Linked DNA regions of Oryzias latipes: region 2 is linked to region 1. Evidence: chromatin contacts called from public Hi-C data. All regions are on one chromosome and are shown on one strand. The core of a region is the stretch at or near the end of the contact, and the rest is flanking DNA. Distances in the headings are between cores, read along the strand shown.

Evidence for each region. A called contact is a pair of places that touch in the nucleus more often than the background predicts.
Region 2: a contact with region 1 is called in a Hi-C map of embryo, with 2.0 times the contacts expected there. The contact joins two enhancer-like sites. A contact is called at or near these places in 2 of 5 Hi-C or Micro-C datasets (embryo and fibroblasts).

The regions. Positions count from the first base shown.
Region 1 is chr3:12,007,092-12,011,825 of ASM223467v1, reverse strand. No RefSeq gene overlaps it. Among protein-coding and RNA genes, the nearest start is that of kif23, 32 kb to the right of the region's middle. Within about 2 kb of position 3,020, at least 1 of the 8 cell types and tissues checked has an H3K27ac peak or open chromatin away from gene starts, as enhancers often do.
Region 2 is chr3:12,427,229-12,431,743 of ASM223467v1, reverse strand. It overlaps LOC101169428 (E3 SUMO-protein ligase PIAS1), which reads left to right. Exons shown (of 13, transcript XM_023953063.1): 13 at 1,701-4,515. The coding sequence ends at 2,060. Among protein-coding and RNA genes, the nearest start is that of LOC101169183, 5.9 kb to the right of the region's middle. Within about 2 kb of position 2,168, at least 1 of the 8 cell types and tissues checked has an H3K27ac peak or open chromatin away from gene starts, as enhancers often do.

The DNA.
Region 1 (4,734 bases), core at 1,771-4,270:
GAAACCACAAAACTGAAATGGATCCAATTTAAAAAACAAAAATGATAAGAGTTTAAGGTTGGCAACTTAAATTTGCTACCCGAATAAGCAATTTCCATTTTAAACAGGAAGACATTATACGCTGCAGCATCGTGGAAGTCATTAGTTACACACTTCCTTGCAATTAGTTTGCAACTTAACCCCACACATTGCATATGACAGGGAGGCACAGAGAAGGCTTCTATGAGAATCACTCACTCAGAGCACAAGATAAAGAAGCAATAACTTATTTCAAAAAATCCCAGCTGGCTAATTAACATTGTGAATTCAAGCAGAAAGTCAGTATTCCTCTGACGAGTTTAATTTTATTGATGCTAGAGACAGAATTTACCAGCTCACGCAGAAAACTGCTTGTGCTCTAATAAATGACAATGTTTCCTCGCCTCATAGATAGGACTTCCAATGTGTATCTATGCATGTGTGTGTGGCATAATCAAGTTAAGCTTTACCTGAGCTCATTTAGTCATTTAAGTCTGAAATGAGTTTCCCCTAAAGGTTAATTATAGAGCAGTGAATTGAATTTGTCACCGTGCCGACTGCTTATTTATGTAAAGAGAAAAAGGCCTTCAGTTCTGCACAGACGTAACGCGATTAAAGCGAATAGCAGCTAAATCGTCTTATGCGCTCAAAGTCTGTTCATGAGTTTGAGGGAAATCTGAAATCTCAGCCACAACAATGAGTCTGACTGAAATACAGCAACAGCCTCACCACTTACATTCTTAGTCTTTGTTCCAGACTGAGAATTTAGGCAAGGCAAGTTTATTTGTATAGCACAATTCATACACAAAGTAATTCAAGGTGCTTCCCAAAACAGAAAAATGCATTAAAATCACAATACATCATAGAAATAATCAACATAAAATTTACTTTAAAAGAAAAGAAAAAAAAATTTTTGAAAACTGATTTAAAAATAAAGGATTTTTTTTAAGCTACATTCACACACAGTGTGTAGAGTTAAAGCAAGCATCACTTTGACTTACAAAACTCTTCTTTTTAAAAATGATGAAAATTGTGTTTTTGGTGTTTTTAACATGTTCTTCGTGTATTGCCCTTGTGTAAAGAAATGTAAAGAAAATGCATTTCTGCATATTACGTCATTCAAATCATTGTAAATCAGGAGCAATTTAAAAAATGTTGTTTAAATAAACTTCTGTATGTTACGTACAATCTACTATTAGCGGGTCACAAGCTCCCTGGTCTGCTTCATTTCGATGCATTCACCTGTAAACTACTACCGTATTTTCCGGACTATAAGTCGCTCTTATTTTAATAGTTTGGCAAGGGGTGCGACCTATACTCCGCAGCGACTTATATTAGAACTAAATTGAAATAAATACATTGTTAACCCTCCTGTTATGTTCATTTGTGAGGAACAGAGATGATGTTCCTGGGTCAATTTGATGTATGAGGTATGTTAAGTGTTAAGAGTATGTTAAGTGACTCAGAGAATCAGCAAACTTTTTTTTACAGTAAGATCTTGAAGGCTAACAACATTATATTCTATTTTCCAATGATTTCATAGATTCAGAAATGCAATAAAAGTGAAAACTGTTTCAACAAATACAGGATGAAAACAGAGTATTAGTTGGCCAATGATGCTTCATGAAAAGAATAAAAAAATAAGTTTGAGAAAAAATTACTGTGAAATTATTAGTCTGCTATGATTGTGTCATATAAGGTTGTGAAAGTTAAAATGCGACTTATAGTCCAGTGCGACTTATCTGTGTTTTTTTCTACTTTATAATGCATTTTTGGGCTGGTGCGACTTATACTCCGGTGCGACTTATAGTCCGGAAAATACGGATAAATCAAATCGAATAGAAGAGAACTTTATTGATCCCACAAAGGGAAACGTACCTTGTTACCAGAGCTCTGGTGAAAACAGCAGATAGATAATAAATAATAAATAACACTAAGATATACTCAGAAAATGAATTACATCAATACTTCTATTCCACTGTCTATTAAGTGTTGTAGAGTCTAATATCTGACAGGAAAAAAGATCTGTCAAAGCTCTCTTCCTGCAGTGAGTTGTTTAAGTCTCTGACTAAAGGAGTTCCTCAGTGTACTGAGAAGATGATGATGAAGAGGATCGTTCATGATGGATTCCAGTTTCCATAACGTCCCGCCCTCTCCCACACCAGAGTCACAGACTCTAGGGGACATCCCAGAACGGAGCCACATCTCCACACCAGTTTATGTATCCTCTTCCTGTTCCTGTCAGTGCATTTGCCCCCACAGCTCACACCGTAGAAGAGGGGAGATGCAACAACGGCATCATAAAAAACGTTGTTTTTTCTTTAAAGAGTCCTACAAACTCTGAAGCACCCCCGTCTCCTCAGCCTCCTCTGAGATCCCTGGTCGCTTCTCCTGCGTCATGTTGTTGTTGCCAAGCGACAAGAACTGATCGTGTAAACAATGCACCTGCAGACTACCTCAGACCCAGAAGGTGGTGAAAAACAGATTGAACAGGAGTGGCAGGCACGCCACTGCACTCACCACATGTAAAAAAAAACCAGGGTATTAATAAGCTAACACAGAGCGCTAACTGCCAGCTTACTGTGGCGCCCATCGGAAGATTGTGGGTTTTTTGTTTTATCTTGCAGTTTTGCAATCCCTCCAGTTCTGTAAATCAATGTTTAAAAGAGCCACTATGCAGAATAAGTGATTATACAATGAACTCACCAAGAAGAGCACTTCACACACTGTTCAGACAAATGAGTGTGATAAATGCTTGACCTTCATCAGAGTACCACCCATTACGTAGTTCTCCTAACAACCAGCAGCTAGAGTGTGATTTTTTTTCCCACTTTTAGTAAAGACAGAAGACTTTGGATGCGTGTCAAGCTTCTGACACATGTCTAAACAGGTTTATTAGTACAAACACTGAACAGATTTCCCCTGGCCTCTGTGTTTGAGGACTTTTGCAGAGGGAGCGGGTGTCATTCAGGAACCAGCTGCCACGCTCACAGTGACAGCTCATCAGAGCACAGCAGGTGATCATAATCAATCTCCTTCACTCGTCTATGGAAGCCGCTCAACTGTATTGATGCTGGCTGCCTTTCCTCTGAGAAATCTGTGACACAACACATGTTGGAGGAGGACTGCAAAAATCCTGAAGACTCCCATGTATTTGTCTTTTTCGTGTGAATTAAACCTGAGTGTTAATCTAATTAACAAAAGCTCAGGGTGTTTCTCAAACTTGTTTTTTTTTACCATCAGCATCTCCAGCTCTGAGTGATAGGCAATAACACTCATCATCGTGATGGACGCTCTCACTTTCCAAAGTCAATCTATTGACGATTACAATTATGCAGAGGGATTGAGCCCGTCCCTCCAGCTCCAGCGCCTGCTCCTGAAACATGCAGGTTCTCTAAATGAAACAATTAAGATAATTGATTGCACAGGCCCCATTAACAAAGCCTGCTTGAAGCTCAAAGCAGTAATTTGATTAATTCCTGTAATGGAAAAAGTCCTTGTTTCTCCATTGTTCCTTATGTTGCCTCATCTTTCCAGGTAACAGTCGTACTCTGAGAGCGGGGTCACGGGGCGGGCCGAGACTGCCATGTTGGCGTTGAAGCAGACTAAAGACTCTCTTGGGGTGAAATGTGTAATTCTGTGTGTTTTACTATAAGTTTCAGGGAGTTGGAACGAACACAAACAGCTGGGGGGGGGGGGGGGGGGGGGGAGCTATACTCAGTCAGGTGAACAGAACAAACCTTTATGGTTCCTGACCAAAACAAGGAGGCAGAAAATTCAAACCATTTTTGTCAGAATGAAGAATTTCTCAACTAGGAGTTTTTAACACACAAATGAAATAAGTTTGCACAAACAATTTTTACATTTAGGAATTAGTTAGATCAAGTGAATTAGGCACAATACTCATGTGCAGGACAATTTTGACTTGCACAGAATTTTTTTGCTATAGATAGATAGATAGATAGATAGATAGATAGATAGATAGATAGATAGATAGATAGATAGATAGATAGATAGATAGATAGATAGATAGATAGATAGATAGATAGATAGATAGATAGATAGATAGATAGATAGATAGATAGATAGATAGATAGATAGATAGATAGATAGATAGATAGATAGATAGATAGATAGATAGATGACTTTATTAATCCCACAATGGGGAAATTTCATTTATCTGTGGCAGCAACACGACATTCAGAAATAATCTATATAATATAACATCAATAATGGGTATTATAGGGCATCCCATACTATAAGGCCAACTGTCAGTGAAAGGTCAATTATCAAACGTATGCGCACGAATTGTAATCCTCATTAAGCAAGACCAAAGTGTCAGAGATCACTCTGTCTATCAGACTGACTCTAACTGCGCTTACGATAACTCCAGAATTTGTTTGTAACGTGTTACTCACATTAGAAGCATTACAGGTAATACAGGTAACTCCCAACATGTTAGTAAAACATAAAACACAGACTGATGTTTTATTTTACTTTTTTATAACAACTGTGCTATCCTAGGCACTTTGACATTGGGAGTTGGGTCATCTAGACCCACTAGACAGTGCTCTGAACCTTTTTTCTTCAATGATTTGTGATATTCAATGGTGTCCATGGATTACATTAAATCCTCTCCACCTTTATCCACCTTTGTCATGGTAGGGAGAACATGTCAATGGTCATCTTGACCCCATAGGATAGCACAAAGGTTAA
Region 2 (4,515 bases), core at 919-3,418, 420 kb before region 1:
AAATACTTGATTACAAGCTCTGTCTCCAAGTGTGGCACAACCAGTTATTACGTCTAAGGTCAGTTACTTTTTCTTATAGAGTCAAGTGTTTGAATCACGGCCTTTAAGTAAACAAACTCAGCTGATCTTTGTGTGATTTTTGACAAACTGAAATGTTTTCAAAATCCCTGGATTTACAAATCAGCGAGAGGTGGAAACTTCTGACAATGTCATGGATCTGGATCTGGTTTTGGATCACACTGTGAGCTTTAAAAGTAAATGACATCAATCTCTTCATACCCCAGCTAGTATTTGAGCTAACCCTCTACACACATAGTCACCCTTAAGTAAGTAAGTAAGTAAGTACTTACTGTACTGTAGTACGGTAATAGAACCCAAAAAGGGATGTCCACGCTTGTGGATGCCGGGTCTTAAGAGGTCAATTAAGGGTCAATGAGAGGATTTCTTGCTCCAAAATGGGGGGGGGGGGGGGGGGGAGAGACAAATTCAGGTCTGAATGAATCAAAACGAGCTAATCTAAAAAGCCCTTAGTAACAGGCCTCCAGCTGGGTGTGTAACTTTTTTCTTCTGTGCTGAAGAACCTCTTCAGAGGCCTAAAGAAATGTGAATTAAGCTGGCAAGGCCCAATACCCACTTTATTATACAGTTACTTTTTGAAATAACCCAAGCGAAGAGGAACAGAGGCCTAAAGCGAGCCAACAACAGCATAGAGAGGCTCTTTTTATGTTATAGGACAGGTGGCTGCAAACTTTAAGGCTTAAACAGCCATTTAGTCCGGTTTCTTACAGACCAAAACCCAGTGGGAGCCTCAAAGTACGGGTGGGTTGATAAAATCGATCAATCGATCTGAATCGATCCAGGGTTAATAGATCAATAATCGATCCATAAAAATAGAGAATGGTCTTATATGCCTTTACTTTTCCGGTGACCTAACGCATAACAGCAGTAAAGCCAACTTCTGCTAGCTTGATGCTAACACATAATGGAATTTCCCATAGGACGGCTAATGCTAATGCTTGGTCGACTTGAACAGACATTGCTGACTAACTGAGCAGCTTTATTTACTCACAGGCATGAATTTTCCAAAGTCTTTGAAGGAAACTTTTTTTTTTTAAAGTAACCTTTGCTCAAATCTTCTGGAATAAAGTGCAATGCTATAGCACGAGCTCCGCCTAGTGGCCAAACCTCCATGTAACACTCATCTGTTCATTATTTCACTAAGGCGTTCTTGTTGAACTTTGACCAATTAGGGACTTGGATTGGGTAGTGATCTATGAATAGCGTCCTTTTCAAACATTGGAAGTGCCGGCCGTTTGAAATTGATCATGGAGGAGAAATGAATAATTGCGGTTTGTGCCCAGTCAGAATGATGTGACACCAGGTCTTTTATAGACTACAATAGAGCTGTGAAAGAAAAAGTCTGGAGAAAGATTGACCAGATTTGCACCTCTTTGACACTTCACACCAAGCCTCCTTCTACTCTGAGTACATGCGTTTTATCGGGTAGTGACAGTCCAGTTTGAACACTGAAAGTGTGTTCAAGAACCCGTGTTCATCGCGTTCTTTAACACACTTGACGTGCCCGGTGTGTACGTAGCTTTAGGTGAATAAAGTTCAGACTTAAACCATGCGTTTCATGTTGACGTCTTCATCTGTGCTGAGCGACCTCACCCACTTGTGGCTTGTCCTCCTCCCCGCAGCATTACAACATGGTTATGGCAACAGCAGCCGCGGCCTCGGCCTCAGATGACCACGAGCTGCTCTTCAACCGCTTCCTGCCCTACAACTCCTCCTCCTCCGCCACCCAGCTGTACCTCAACCAATCAGGAGCGTCCCCCGCCGCCTCGCTAACGGCACCCAGCAACGGGGCGAGCAGCTCTGGCAGCAGCAGTAGCCTGGTCTCGTCCAGCAGCCTCCGGGACACTCACTCCACGCACTCGTCCTCCCTCACGGGCTCACACTCCTCACACACACACCCCGGGGTGGTGGCCAGCCGGAGCGGCACTGACGCAGTGGCAGCTATTTACAGTGGGATACCTGACGTTATATCGCTGGACTGACCCCAGAGGGGTAAAAGCAAGAGTCTGGGCCCCAGCTTCAATGCAGTAACCAACCCATTCACAAGCTGACTGCAGAAACTAGACTGACCCCCAACAGAGCAGACCGATGGGTGGGCTCATGCCAGGACTCAGCTGCTTAAAGGGAGGGCACAAGTTCTGAAACAGGATGTTGTCACTTTAAGAGGTCAGCTGTGGACGGAGTGTTGATGCAGCTGCTGCAGGTCAGAAACGCATGAACTCCTGATTTCTGTTGTTCTGCAGCCAGCCCGGCACAAACGGCAAAGATGCTACCTGAGAAAACGAAACACCACGTTGGAAGTTTTTTAAACAAAAAGGAATGGGAAAGGTGTGGCACCATGTACAAAGAACAAAATCTATTTTCCTCTTTTACTTTTGTATGTTCAACCCGAACACGGTCGGTGTAGTGAGCTGCTTGGATCTCCGTTTGGAAGTGGAGGAATGAAGAGTCTCTTCCTCGGCTGGAGCTTATAGAAACGCCTGTTGCCATGTTTTTGTCCTTTTCTCCGACGTGAACTTCCATTCTCTTTTCCAAACTCTTTTTTTTTTTTCCTTCAGACAATAACTTTACAGTTTTATGGTGTGATTTTGTGTTCCTTTTAAATTATGTATGATATTTAAACAGTTATATATGCATTCCCTTTGACCTTCAGGTTAACGCTGCGGGAGTGTGCGGGTGCAAGCTAGCCTTTTCTAGTGTGTCATTGGAACTCCTCTGCCAGCAGAAAGCATTTAGAGACTATTTATACTTGCCAGTTTAGATCTTTGAGCTGGGAGGGTTGTTTTTTGTTGTTGTTTCTTTTGCACAATGCCAAAAACAAAACAAAAAAACAGTAGGTACTTAGGAAAAGGATCCCAGTGGTGGGAGTGCAGTCGCATCAACGTGCCAGTGTTTGTAGTGGGTCTCGGTGTGTTCCTGGTGGGACGCTCTGTCCCCTTCTGTCTCGGCTCCTTAGCTGACTGTTAAAGCAGGAATTCCAGTGAAGCTGTTGTAGCAGCGTCAGACCTTTTAAAAGCACGGGCGGCGCGACGGCATGTGACCAAGTTCATACTAGTGCCTGTCCATGTGCGTGTCTGTTTGGGAAATGTCATTTTATCGTCTTAAATGCTTGGCCCCCCGACCTCTACAGCCCAGGTTTTTCCCCCCACACACACACTGTAGGAGAAGCACGCCGCTCAGTGGCTGCCAGCATGCAGGCCTGTTTTTCCAAAAGGCACGTCCCGCCTCAAAGCGAGGAGCGCCTCCGACTCCCAGGTTTCATGAATGTATCGTGCTTGGGTTTATAGTCAAAGGGAACTGTGTTGCATCTTCCATGTGTCCTTGAACGGCCCACCCGCTGCTATCATCTGGCCCCTCCATGTGCCAGTCCCTTCCAGAAACCTGCAGCACACTCCACTGCCCAATTATCACATCCGCGATGGCTTAATCACTTCTGACAGCAGCTCCCCCCCCGTCCCGTTCACCCCCCACCTCCCAAACACTCTTTCTTCCGTTAGTAAGTTTATTATTCCCTCTTGGGAGCCAGCTCCATCTCACTCCATCCTCCGCCACAAAGAAGTAAGGTATTTCCAGTTCTGTACAGTATTGTATTTATTTTTGTGTGTCTGTATGACTTTGTTGAGTCGCTGTCATTTGGGAGCTTTGGACTTTCATGTTATTTGAATGATTTCTTCAGGACTTTCGAGGAAGCTGTTGCCTTCGGATCCAAAAAAACCCCCCAGAACTTCAGAGCTTCCCTGTAGGCCTCAAAGAAATTACTCCTCAACGTTGACGTTCCTTCGTAGGTTTGACGATGTCTTAGGAGCTTCGGAACACAGAGAGCGATGCAGATCTGTGCTGTTAGCAGATGTTGCTGACATCATCTTTAGGCAACCTGCTGGGGGTATCGGCTCTGCTCTCGCTCTCTGCCGATGAACGTCAGCTTTCATCCTGAGTTTCAGCACAAAAACAGTCCTGATCAAAATCTTTAAACCAGTTAAGAGAATGCAAGAATTTGCATTCTTACCAGCTGGACCTTGACAAGATTCTAAATAGAGCTTCAAAACTAAAAAAAACAAAAAAGAATAAAAAAGGAGCAAGAAGACAAATATGTTTTAGATAAGATAAGCCTTTATTGTCACTGTCCACATTGATCAGCTGCCATTTAAATGAACTGGGCTGTTCATCAGCTGATCAAAAGTTTGAGCCCACAAACTTTAAGAACCAGAAGTTTTACCAAAATTAACATTTGACATAGGATTTTCTAATAAGTAATCATCCTGTTTAGGTCTCTTGATGGCAAAGGCAGAAAAGCTTCATTTCTGTGAATCTTGCAGGATCGTTGAGCTGCATAAACACGGCCTCTCACCACCAACCTTCGCTGCTGAGGTTGGACGCAGTGAAACAATAGTTTTGAGTTTTTCAAAAGATTCTGAGGGTTACTGAACAAAAAAGTCA